3 separate regions of the Drosophila melanogaster genome follow, and regions 1 and 3 are each linked to region 2. The links are chromatin contacts, called in public Hi-C and HiChIP or PLAC-seq maps. All regions are on one chromosome and are shown on one strand. Each heading gives the region's core, a stretch centred on a gene start, on an enhancer-like site or on the middle of the called end of the contact. The rest is flanking DNA. Distances are from core to core; before and after follow the strand shown.

Region 1 (3,791 bases), core at 1,164-3,663, 140 kb after region 2:
CACCCAACGTAGGGTTGCTCGGCTTGGGCGCCTGGATTTTTGGCACTTGCACCTTGGGTACCTGTGCATTTTGAGGAGCCTTTTTGGTAGGCTTTTGTACCTCCGTCTGGGTAGCACTGCTCTTCAAGCGGTGCTCGCTAGTAGTACCTTTGTACAGCTCTAACGCCCTGTTGTTAAGGGCTGAGAGTTCGGAAGCTATGCCCTTTGTCTCTCGTGTCACGTGCCGTTGGGTCTCGAATGCGGATAGCAAGGTGCTGATCTTGCCATTCATCCTGGTAAGTATGCCCCTCAGGTCCTCATTCTGGAGAGCCGCGGTCAGGTCCGAAGACCGATGAGGGGAACCAGCTGGGGACTTCCCTCCCGTCTTTTGCGATGGCACGGCGATGTGGTCCATCGTCTTCTGACTTGTCGCGGTCGTAGATGCTGTAGGAGCCAAGTTCTCCACCTCTACAGCATCGCTGCAGTCGCTAGTCAACGGCGGCTGGGGGCCTGCGTGCTCACCCCTTGCCACCGACGGGACCGAGATTCCGTCACCATGGGTCGGGTTACCGACTCCTCTGGTGGGGGATCTCGAAAGTCGGGGGCTCCTCCTGAACGGGTCGTTCCGATCAGGGGGACTGCCCCCCACTGCACTGTCCATCAACTGAAAGATGGCCTAAGGTTACCTAGGCGAAGCACCAGCCTTAGAAAGGGGTTCCCACGTAGGCCACGGATTTCCCCCTGGCTTTTACGGATGGAGGTTTGTACCGCCTCGACTCGGACACCAGAGCCTCTGCTTAGGCACCAGCACGGTGAGAGGATGATATTTGGTCTGTCCTCGACCTTTGTGCCTTTTCCCCTTTCTTAAAGACTTGTGCGCTCCCAGTAACCAGAATCAAAATTAAAATTAAATTAAAATTCAACGGTTTAATTTTAAGTTTAATTTTGAATTTCGCGCTCTACTGTCGCAACACAACACTGATCACACGGTTGATCTGGCAACGCCTCCCTCTCCAGATCGCCCGCTGCGCCAAGTTGGCAGCGCTATCAGCTGCTTTATATCTCAGTGTGTGTGTGTGTGTGTGTTTGTGTGGTTAATAAGATTATGCAATGGAACTTCCTGCGGGGGAACAGGAAATACCCGGGCAGATATGTATATATTTTGGAATTTGTGCTCGAGTTTCGTTCGCTTCCTTGGACCAAATGAGTTTGCAGCGTTGACTTTAAAGCGATGCTCCTGCCAGGCTGACAAACTTCGACATCCGCATTCGCATCCGCGCCGACATCCGCAGCCTGCTGCGCGGCCTTCAAAATGAGGCTGTGTGTGGGTGTATCTATGTGTGTTAACAAGTTTAATCAAACGACTATGTCGCCAGATACGTGCATACTTTTAGGCATATGGGCACGTAGAATCGCGCGCGCAGTGAAAAAAAAAGTATTTTAGCACGAGTGGCAAGTCAAGTCGAGGGTGAAAATGAGTTCTACTTTCAAATTGCTTTAGTTACGCATTTAAGGCATAATGAATAAAAACTCCGCGAACTTTTCGCCCAACTCGAACGCCTCGAGAATTCTAATTTGTGACGCCAACTCTTGCCGCTTGTCATCACATTTGATTTACATATTTTTCGAAAGGTGAGAGCGTGACATCTCGTTAACCCTTTCGCCAAACTTTTGAGCGGAATTTTATTTAATATAAAGTTTGACTTCCGAATGCCAAAACTTTTGTATGGCATACGAAATGGATTTCTAATGACCACTTGCTAATGAAAATTTTCAGAAATATCATTTTAATCAAAATGAAATTAATGCAGCAAAATATATATAATAAAAAAAATAAGCACCATAACTTCTATATTTGTAAAAACAAATTCTGAAACCGAAAAGTATAAAAGTGTGTCATTTGGAAAAAATATTTATAAAAAACATTTATTATTTTACTAAAGAAAATATGAAATTGAAAAACACGTTAAAACAGCACAGTTTAATATGCCAGATGTACAATGGAGTTTTGCATGTTTGCTATTCTTAAACCAAAGTGTAAACAGCATAAACAGTGTAAACAGTGTTATATGGGCAATGGGAGTTTGATTAAATAGCTATTAAAGTGCTATTTGTGCTGTAAAAATGGATAGCAATTTTTAAATATTTGCTGCATTTCTTGCAGCCCCATAAACGAATGGCAATGTTTAACTTTCGCCATAGGAAGCAGCTCGCTTGGGCCAGATAAGTTCGCTGGTATATTTGCTTATTCCAATTACACTTGGCCCTAAGACCCCTTTTGGCCCACATCCATGAGCGGGCCCAGAAAAAAGAACGTCTCGCGTTAACAGTGACGCCTGGCATGCCCAACACTTCTCCATAGATAAGGCCACTAGGCAGGCACTTGAAACTGAACTGATACCGATAAACATAAAGCCAGTTGGCCGATTCGGTCGCAGTCACCGTTGGCATCGCAGTCGCAGTTGGGGCGTCGAGCAAATTGCCAATTTAAATTGGCCGCGTTAAATTAGTCGAGTTATCAGCCTCCACGGCGGCAGGTGTACGGAAGGTTTACGAATCGCGGGCGGCAATATTCACAATATCGCGTATACGCCCTGCACTCCGCGTCTCCGCGCCAAGTGATTCAGCCCTCGTGGAGCGGAAATTGTTACGTGCGAATTGTGTAAAATGAGCTGACCCCATCGGAAATGGAGTTTTTTTGGGAAGTGAATAGCCACGATTGGTTTTAAGAAAAACACCTCCCCGCCGAATTTGTATTACTGCGGTCATTTGACATGCCCGTTTTGCGTGCTCAACTCAAGTGGTTGATTTGAAAAGTGAAAAGATGAAGAATTTGTTGAGTTCTAAAGCTGAAAAAAAAAATAAGTGAATGCGCAAGTTTGTGAATTTCATTTCCATGCTATTTGACAAATTGACAGTCAACAAATTTATCAATCATCTTGAAGTTCTTGATATTGATATCTAATCAAAAGATATGGCTGACAACTTCGTGGAAACATTTGAGTGTTTTTGTTTTTATTCGCGAAAAAGTGTCTCAAGCGTCAGTCCGCTAAAAAAAAGTAGTTAAAAAATTTTAAGAAAATTACGGTGTTGGTCAGTTTTTGTTTTTTTTTTTTTTTTTCTTCAAGTGACACACTTTTCGAAATGTCGTGTAAAATTGACCAATTATGTGAACTTTACTCTGGCCATTAAATCTTATCGCAACACCGAAAATTCGTGGCTAACGCGGTCGAGTTATAAACCAAATCAAAACTGAAAAATAACAGAATCAGGCAATAGCTTAATTATAAAATGCAATGAAATGGCAACATTTAAGAACAGCAAAGAACAACAAATAAAGAAGCAGAGAAGTGTGCTGATAACTGCAAACGAAATGTCAATAAATTAATATAAATGAGTGACTCGTGACTGGCGGCTCCAACGATTCATTCCGGCCTTTCTCTTGTCGTTATTGTTGATATAGCTGTTGCCATTACTTTGGCCAATGTTTCAGCTTGTTCTATGCACCATTTTGTACCATTTTGTACAATTTTTATTTGTATTTCCCAAGCAAATCATGTGGAAACGAGCAAACAACGGGCAGTTCTTTATTTTCCAATATTGTTCGGTGTTATCGACAAATCGTATAAGGAAATATAGCACAATTATTGGTTGATAAAACGCAGCTAGCTATATGATTCTTAAGGCACTGGCCTGAACTTTGTTAGTACTCGAAAAGTTGGGGCTATGATAATGGCAAAGCCCCCAAGCCAAGTATCGTTGGCATTCTTTGGGGCATTTGCCTTAGATCTCTTGGCCAAACAATAAAATCC
Region 2 (3,761 bases), core at 1,130-3,629:
ACATTGGCGAGGGCATCAAGCAGTGCAACGGTCGCTATCTTGAGGCACAAATTCACGGCTCTCGGCAGGAGGCTGCCGAAGGCATGCTCATCATTCTCGCCGGTGGAGATCGTTCAGTGTTCGAGGAGTGCCACTCGTGCTTCAAGACCATTGCCAAGAACACCTTCTTCTTGGGGAGTAAGTACAGCCTGCACTGCTGACCATTTCCTTTGAAACAATTTATTAAAATATGTCGTTTGTTCACATCTAGCAGATATCGGTAACGCCTGCAAAGTAAACCTAATTTTGCAAACCATCTTGGGAGTGAGTCTGGTCGGGTTGGCTGAGGCGTTAGCACTTGGTAGGTTTTATTGTATATTGTTAGCAGTAAGCAGCCTTAACTAATTGATCTTTTTTTTTATTGCTTTTGCAGCTGATCGGTTCTCGATCTCTCTGAACGACATCATAGACATTTTCGATTTGACTTCAATGAAATCACCCATGCTGCTGGCTAAGGGCAAAGGTATGGATAGCACCGTGGCTATTTCCTAGTGTTTATCTTATCCTATTTTGAATTCCTTTGCAGAAATGGCCAAGGGTGACTTCAATCCCCAGCAGCCTTTGAGCCACATGCAACGCGACTTGCGCTTGGTGTTAAACATGGCTGAGAACCTGGACCAGTCCATGCCCGTCACCAGCATCACCAACGAGGTGTTCAAGCACACCAAGCGCTTGGGCTACAGTGAACACGACTCGAGCGCCGTATTCGTAAGATCCAGATTTTAACATTTAGTTAACACGACTAACGTTTAAACTATGTTTTATCAATTAGTTTAAAGCGTACACCGAACAGAACGACAGAACCGACAAACGACTGACTTAAAAAAAAAAAACTAAACAGGACAGTAATAGAAACGCATAACCCTCACTTATTCACCCACCAATCCAAACTGACAGAGGCGTTCGTTCACAAGGAGTTCTCCTGCCCTTGTGATTGGCAGCGCCACCACCCCAACCTTCTGCATCTTCCCCAATCGCCCCATATGCAAAGCGTTTAATGCAATATGTCTACGATTCGCCGGGAATCGCAGAACCGTGTCGTCCTGCTTTCAACGCAGGAGCCACTGAAGAGCGCTTGGGTGAGTGTGTTCAACAGCTGGCGGATGAAGAGCACAATCTTTCCGGGATCACTTCAATCAAGTTTAGAGTTTTTTTGTATTTTATTCTTTGACGGGTGAAACGCAATCCCCAGAGAGGAGGGAGGAGGCCAGGGCGCCGTGTTTCCGATTTTATATGTGTAAGGTTTTGCTTTCCAAATATCATTTTTACGCATGTCCATACATAACTTGTAAGTGTATAGAATACTGCATCCGAATAAAATGTACAAAGCATACTTGTGAAAGACAACGCCGATTTTGAGAAACCGAGCGAAGTATGGAACCCTCCAATGTGTGTCGATCCAACCTCCCAGCCTCCCACTTTTTGTGCATTTACTCCAGTCCTAAAATTGTATACATTTAAAATCCCCTTTTTTTCTATGAGTAAATAGTAGGCTAATCGATCATACTGCGTAGAATGGCAAACATATTTGGAGTGACGGTAACGATAGATTGGTTTAGTTTTAGCCATCTCTCCCCATCATCTGTCACTGCAACAAACGAGACACAACCTAAAACGGAAAAAACGGTACAGAACGCACCACAACCGATACGCAAACGATACGAAAACGTAAACTACACAACAACCGGAAGAAAACAAAATAGAGTAAACTTTGATCGAACCCTTTGCGTGGGTCGCTATTAATAATAATAATAAGAATATATAATAAATAATATATTTTACTTATTATTTAGTCTGTATTTTGTTGTAAAACAAAGATTAATAAAAAGATAATTTTAATAGAGGATGTAAGGAAATTAAATTGAGTTCGCATTGCAATATTCACGTTTTGCTTGATATGGTTCATATATATTTTGGATAATACAGTATTAAAATGTAAGTGCAATTTAAACTTTATTTAAATTGACATACATTAAAGAAATGTGTGTTTTGGGAGAATTTCATAATATTAAAGTTATATACAACTTGGTTAACCTTTTCGATTAGTATGAAAGGTATATTTTTACTTATTTTGTATTGTTTTTTATTACCGTAAAGGAAATGGGAGGTTTTCTTCGCGACACAATTTTATTATTTGTATAATCATAAAATTAGTTAAGAAAATTCAATACCTTCTAAAAATATTGATTTCATATTTTTTTGTTGCTAAATGATCCTTTTAACCTATGAATATGAAACATTAAAATAATTCAAAAACAACTAGTTCCCATTTTTAGTGGTTCCAGCGATAGGAAATAATCGCTTCACGGAGTTGCTGGAAACATCGATAGCATCGCGTGAACATCGACTTTTGTTCCATCCCTATCGTGGATGTTTATGTGGTGCGTGTGTGGCAGAATTATTATCAAAATTATTGAAAGAATCAATTTTGAGCCCGCAGATCGTCACACTTGCTAGAAAATGTCGGAAAAGAAGCGAGCCCGTCGCCGCAAGGATGTAAGTGCTAACTGTTTCCAATTAGATCCTTCTAAAGGGGCTGCGCGTGTGTGGGTGCCACAGTCCAATTGACATGCCGAAAGTGTTTGTTTTTTGTTTTGATAAAAAAGGAGAAAAAAAACGTGTGCATGCAGAAAAAAAGTAAAATTGACTCGAAAAGAAACAAAACGCTGAATTGCGAGTTCAGATGGGTCATTCAATATTTTAATATTATTTGTGGGGGGCAAGTTCAGTGCAGGTTGCGCTGCTCTTTGGAGAAACCCCCGTGGGATGCCCCCCGCCCGCAAAAGGTCTATAATTAGCTTTATGGAAAATGTCTTCGCTGCGTATTTAGCTGTATCTGGAATTTGAGTTCTACCTTTTCTTTTTTATTTTTCAGTCAATTAAGTTTTGGGGTCTACAATACAAACAGCTGAGCTTACAAGCTTTTGCCTATCTGGCAACGCCGTAAGTCCGTCTTGTAAGCCGATCTCGCTCATTCGCTGGCTCGCTCTCTCCAGCTCTCCCTCTCGCTCATTACCCACACATGTCAGGTGCAGGCCCACTTATCAGCTGCTCTGGTTGTTGTTATTGTGGTTATTCGTGTTGTTGTTGGGGAAAGTTTGAGTACGCGTGTAAGTTGGGCAGAGGCGGCGCTTAAGAGGGTTTTGTTAATCATTGGCTCCACACATACATGGGAAATTATCACTAATATCATTTCAATCGTTAAACAGCTATGAGTATCAATACAGCTTCAAACCCCCTTGCATATTTTCCAACTGCTCCCCTGTTTAGTATCCATGTGTTTGTTTGTTGTGGTGATCACCAGCTCGTTTGATTCAATACTTTCTAGACTCTCAGAGCGAATGCAACACGTCACGGCTAAGAAAAACTACAACCGCTTCTGGAATAGTTGTTTCTATTTATATAGTTCGCAGTTTTTAAGTTACGCATATTAATTCTCGTAATGAGTGGAGAGGAGGAGTACTTCCAGGAGGAGGAAGAAGAGGAGCAGGAGCAGGATATTTACGACGATGGCACGGTACTTAGGAAAAAATAAAACCCACGTATAATAAAGCCATCTCAACGGCTTGAGGGTGACGAATACAAAATTGGTGTCGTGGCCTATATTCGCTTGTAGTCCCCCCATTTAACCAATCGATCGTGAAAGTGAGTTTCTGACCTGGTTTTCGGACCTTTTTCTCTTTTTTCCTCTTATAGGAATACACCGAACCGGGTGCCCAGAA
Region 3 (3,625 bases), core at 415-2,914, 220 kb before region 2:
GGAGTACGAGCCCAGCAAAGGAGCCAGCATAGATCCGCACGTGGACGATTGCTGGATCTGGGGCGAGCGTGTGGTCACTGTCAACTGCCTCGGCGACTCAGTGCTCACTTTGACGCCCTACGAAGTTCAACAATCGGGCAAGTACAACTTGGACTTGGTTGCCAGCTACGAAGATGAACTATTGGCGCCTCTACTGACAGATGACCAACTTGCAACTTTTGAGGGAAAGGTGCTGCGCATACCTATGCCAAAGTAAGTTTACTTATTTATTGCCTTCTCTTCCGGGTTAAATTTACTATCCCTGCTTTTCAGCCTCTCCTTGATAGTTTTGTATGGGCCAGCGAGGTACCAGTTTGAGCATTCTGTACTACGCGAGGATGTCCAAGAGCGCCGCGTTTGTGTAGCCTACCGGGAGTTTACGCCCATGTACATCAATGGCGTAGACATCCAAAAGGGAGATCCTGTCCGAGAAAAGTCTCAGATATTCTGGCAAATAAACTAGCAAACAAGACCAATGTAACTATGTAATATAATCTTTATTATGAGCGCGGATTATCCCGATCCTGACTGGCTGGCCTGTAATCCAGCAGTGCCACCTGTGCGGGCAGCTGAACTCCATGAATTTTCTTTAAGTGAGCCCTCAGATTGCTACTGGTACTAAAGTTGTTGGAGCAGACAACGCACTGGTGATGCGGATGCTTCTGCCGAATATGCTCATTGAGATCGCGAACCTTGGCGAAGGCGGTGGTGCAGTACTTGCAGACGTGCGAATTGCGCACGTGGGTTTTCAGATATTGAGGCGAGGCATAAGCCAGTGGGCAGTACTGGCACTTGTAGATGGCCTGGCTGCCACTGGGCTCCACGTCCAGCAGGCGATTGGCCTCGTTGTACTCGTCCAGGTTGTAGTGTTTCAGTTCGACGGCAGCATAGTCCACGGTGCGCATCTCGTATGCTGGGGATTCCAGTTGCTCCAGCTGAGAGTCGGATAGATCCAGTCGTGGTTGGGCTGTGGTGGCAGGTAAAAACTCGGAGACAATCAGCGAATCTTGGTTGGCCAGCCTTTGAGAGGGTTTCGTACAGCTATCCGTCCTTCTCCTCGTTTGTCTTGTTTCTGTAGGACGATCGGGGTCTAAAACCACATAATCCAGTGGTATCCTCCTGAATTCCTCCAGTATCTCGAATTCATCACTAGCCTGGTTTTCGGGCTCTTCCTCCGTTGCGTCCATCTTAACTTGGCACATTTCTACCTCCGCCTCGTTGTAGAGCTGCAGTAGCTGCTGATTGGCGAACGTTAGCTTCCTGAAGAAGGCGTACTGCTGCAGGCAATCTTCCAAGCAATCATTACAGATCATGGGCAGCTCCTCAGTAAGATTAAGTGCTATGTTCTGTTGAATATTATACGTATTCACTTATGTTTAAGTCATTTCGAAGGTCTTACCCAGCCGAACATGGCTTCTATCAGCTGGAGGACTGTCTGATCCGAACTGCCACCGCTCCTGTGCTCCCGTATATCCACCGAAGCGCTGTCCACGAAGCAAATGCGGCACAGTTTACGCAGGTCCATGGGTTTTATTATTTAATTAATGTAAATAAACTGTAATGTTAATGTTAATATAAATACATTCAAAGAAATGCAGCCATGTAAACAACAGTGTGGCTAAATATGGTTAAGTTCACGTTCTTTAGTATTGTGTTAGCCATGCATGTATTTTCAGTATTAATATTTAGTTTTGTGACAGTCCATTTACGGTCGTACTGCATTTTAAAATCGATGACGATGACAATGACGAAACTGTTACTTTTTAAATCTGCAAAAGGAGAGAACAAAGAATAATGTTCTTATTCCGCAGAGATTGTAATAAAGAAAACCACTGGTCGTTTCAATTCTCTTTTCAAAATAAATATTTATTCAGTTTTTTGTGTTTTTGTTGCAATCATGTCTCTCGATTTTTAATATTAATTTGTTTATTATTTAAATCAATTAATTCCTTGGTTTTTCTCTTAAAATTAGTTATTATCGTCAATGTGACGAAAGTTATTTGTCTGCCAATAATTCTTATTGACAACAGACTTCTTGCTAATTTTTTTGCTTTTTGACTTAGCCATTTCCTTTTTTACATGCATAATATTCGGGAAGATTTTTATGGTTTTCTTTTTCGCGATTGGCAATCGACAGAAATTCAGTAACGGTTTAATAATTATGCAATAAGCTATTTAAATTGATGTGGTAGTTAGACTTGGGACACAGGTGGAGTCTTGGATTTGGATTCGGGTTGGCTGGCAGATTTCTGCTCGGGTCAGTTTAGTGCTAAACATTCGCGGTTTATAGACTAAGTTTTTGTTGTCGTTTAGTTAAATGCTAATTTTAAATATATTTGCCTTGTTTAAAAAAGTGTTTCTCGAATCGGTTTTTAATGCGCTATTTATTGTTGAACTCTGTTTAATTGCCCTGGGGGGTTTGAGAACATGCGGAGTGCAATTGAAACGAAACTCGAACTCTTCGGTTTGCTGATTTCTTTATTATTATTTGTTTCTTTTTTTGTTTGTAATACGAACAATTTGAATGCTTTCATTTTTCATTTTCCATGTCTGACTGTGTGTGTTTTGGGCGTGTACCAACCGTTTTGTAATTAGCTTTTTGCATTTCGCGATTGCGTGTAACTCTGATCAGAGGAAATTAGTTAATACTTGCAAAGTAGGTAAGTCGTAAGTGAGTAGTAGAGTTTTCAAATGAAAAAGCACTTGGCTTCGCTACAAGTTTGGTTTCGTGGTAATTTCATTTTAATTTTCATTATCAATTTTAAATTCGTTTATCGTTTTAGTTTTCGCCTTCCCGCTCGCAACTGCACTATCGCATTAACTTTATCTCTGGTAATCGCTGAGGTCGAAGGTCGACCTCTCCTAATGTAGGACGCTTAGTTTATGGCTCCTTTTGCAGGTCACCGCATTTTATAATTGCCTAGTTAACGCTAAATTATTATTACTTGTATTATACATAATCTCGTACACGTAGAGTTCAATCTTTTAAAGAGTGTAGAAAATGGTTTGCTTCTTAAAACAGCTTCTTTTTATCAAAAAGACATCCATACACATATACGTAGTTCTAATTATGCGCCTAGCTGCTCAAAGATTAGCACTAAATTAATTATAAAAAAAATTAAATTTAAAATGCACACACCCTCCGCAGCTCTCGCTCTCTATCTCTCCACATCTTATTCTTATTCTGTTTCTGAAACTTCAACTCAAGATCTTAATTTCAAGTGGAATTCGCACCTCGAAAAACAACAACCTCATGGGGACAGAGCAGTTTTCGGTAGGATTACCACCCATCGCTCTGGGCGCAAGTAAAAATCGTCTCATATCAAATCTAAATTTAAATATACCTAAATGCAAATAAACCATACAAAGTGAGTGTATACACATTAAACGCTTAGATCTGATCTGCAGTTCCTTCAATTGATTTCAGCACTCGATTGGATTCCTTCTGACAATCTGACATTCGGAAATTTTGACATCGGGCATCGGGCATAGTGGCTATGTATAGGGCCGATCTGGTTTAACCGTTAAGTAAACTTTACGTCTGGCTATCAAAAGTGGTTGCTCGTCACACAATTCTGTTAGAAAT

The links. A called contact is a pair of places that touch in the nucleus more often than the background predicts. HiChIP or PLAC-seq counts read pairs in DNA pulled down with a chosen protein or histone mark.
Region 1: an H3K27ac HiChIP or PLAC-seq map of the Kc167 cell line shows a contact between it and region 2, with 3 times the contacts expected there. The contact joins the promoter of CG4839 here to the promoter of Trp1 in region 2. A contact is called at or near these places in 1 of 107 Hi-C or Micro-C datasets (the S2 cell line) and 1 of 6 datasets of contacts at active chromatin or transcription factors (the Kc167 cell line).
Region 3: a contact with region 2 is called in a Hi-C map of the Kc167 cell line, with 2.7 times the contacts expected there. The contact joins the promoter of CG13123 here to the promoter of Trp1 in region 2. A contact is called at or near these places in 6 of 107 Hi-C or Micro-C datasets (the D17-c3 cell line, the Kc167 cell line, the ML-DmBG3-c2 cell line and 2 more).

The regions. Positions count from the first base shown.
Region 1 is chr2L:10,142,363-10,146,153 of dm6, forward strand. CG4839 reads left to right here and starts at 2,414. Exons shown (of 10, transcript NM_135505.3): 1 at 2,414-3,791. The region is part of intron 2 of CG44153; the gene reads right to left.
Region 2 is chr2L:10,007,002-10,010,762 of dm6, forward strand. It overlaps Trp1 (Translocation protein 1), which reads left to right and starts at 2,380. Exons shown (of 4, transcript NM_057660.4): 1 at 2,380-2,535; 2 at 3,736-3,761. The coding sequence starts at 2,500. Ndf (Nucleosome-destabilizing factor) reads left to right here. Exons shown (of 9, transcript NM_135492.5): 6 at 1-177; 7 at 254-340; 8 at 413-502; 9 at 566-1,888. The coding sequence ends at 765.
Region 3 is chr2L:9,791,443-9,795,067 of dm6, forward strand. CG13123 reads right to left here and starts at 1,665. Exons shown (of 2, transcript NM_135471.3): 1 at 1,439-1,665; 2 at 519-1,385. The coding sequence starts at 1,564. The coding sequence ends at 540. CG4036 reads left to right here. Exons shown (of 3, transcript NM_001201833.1): 2 at 1-252; 3 at 313-516. The coding sequence ends at 502. It overlaps nAChRalpha6 (nicotinic Acetylcholine Receptor alpha6), which reads right to left. Exons shown (of 13, transcript NM_135472.6): 13 at 1,875-3,625.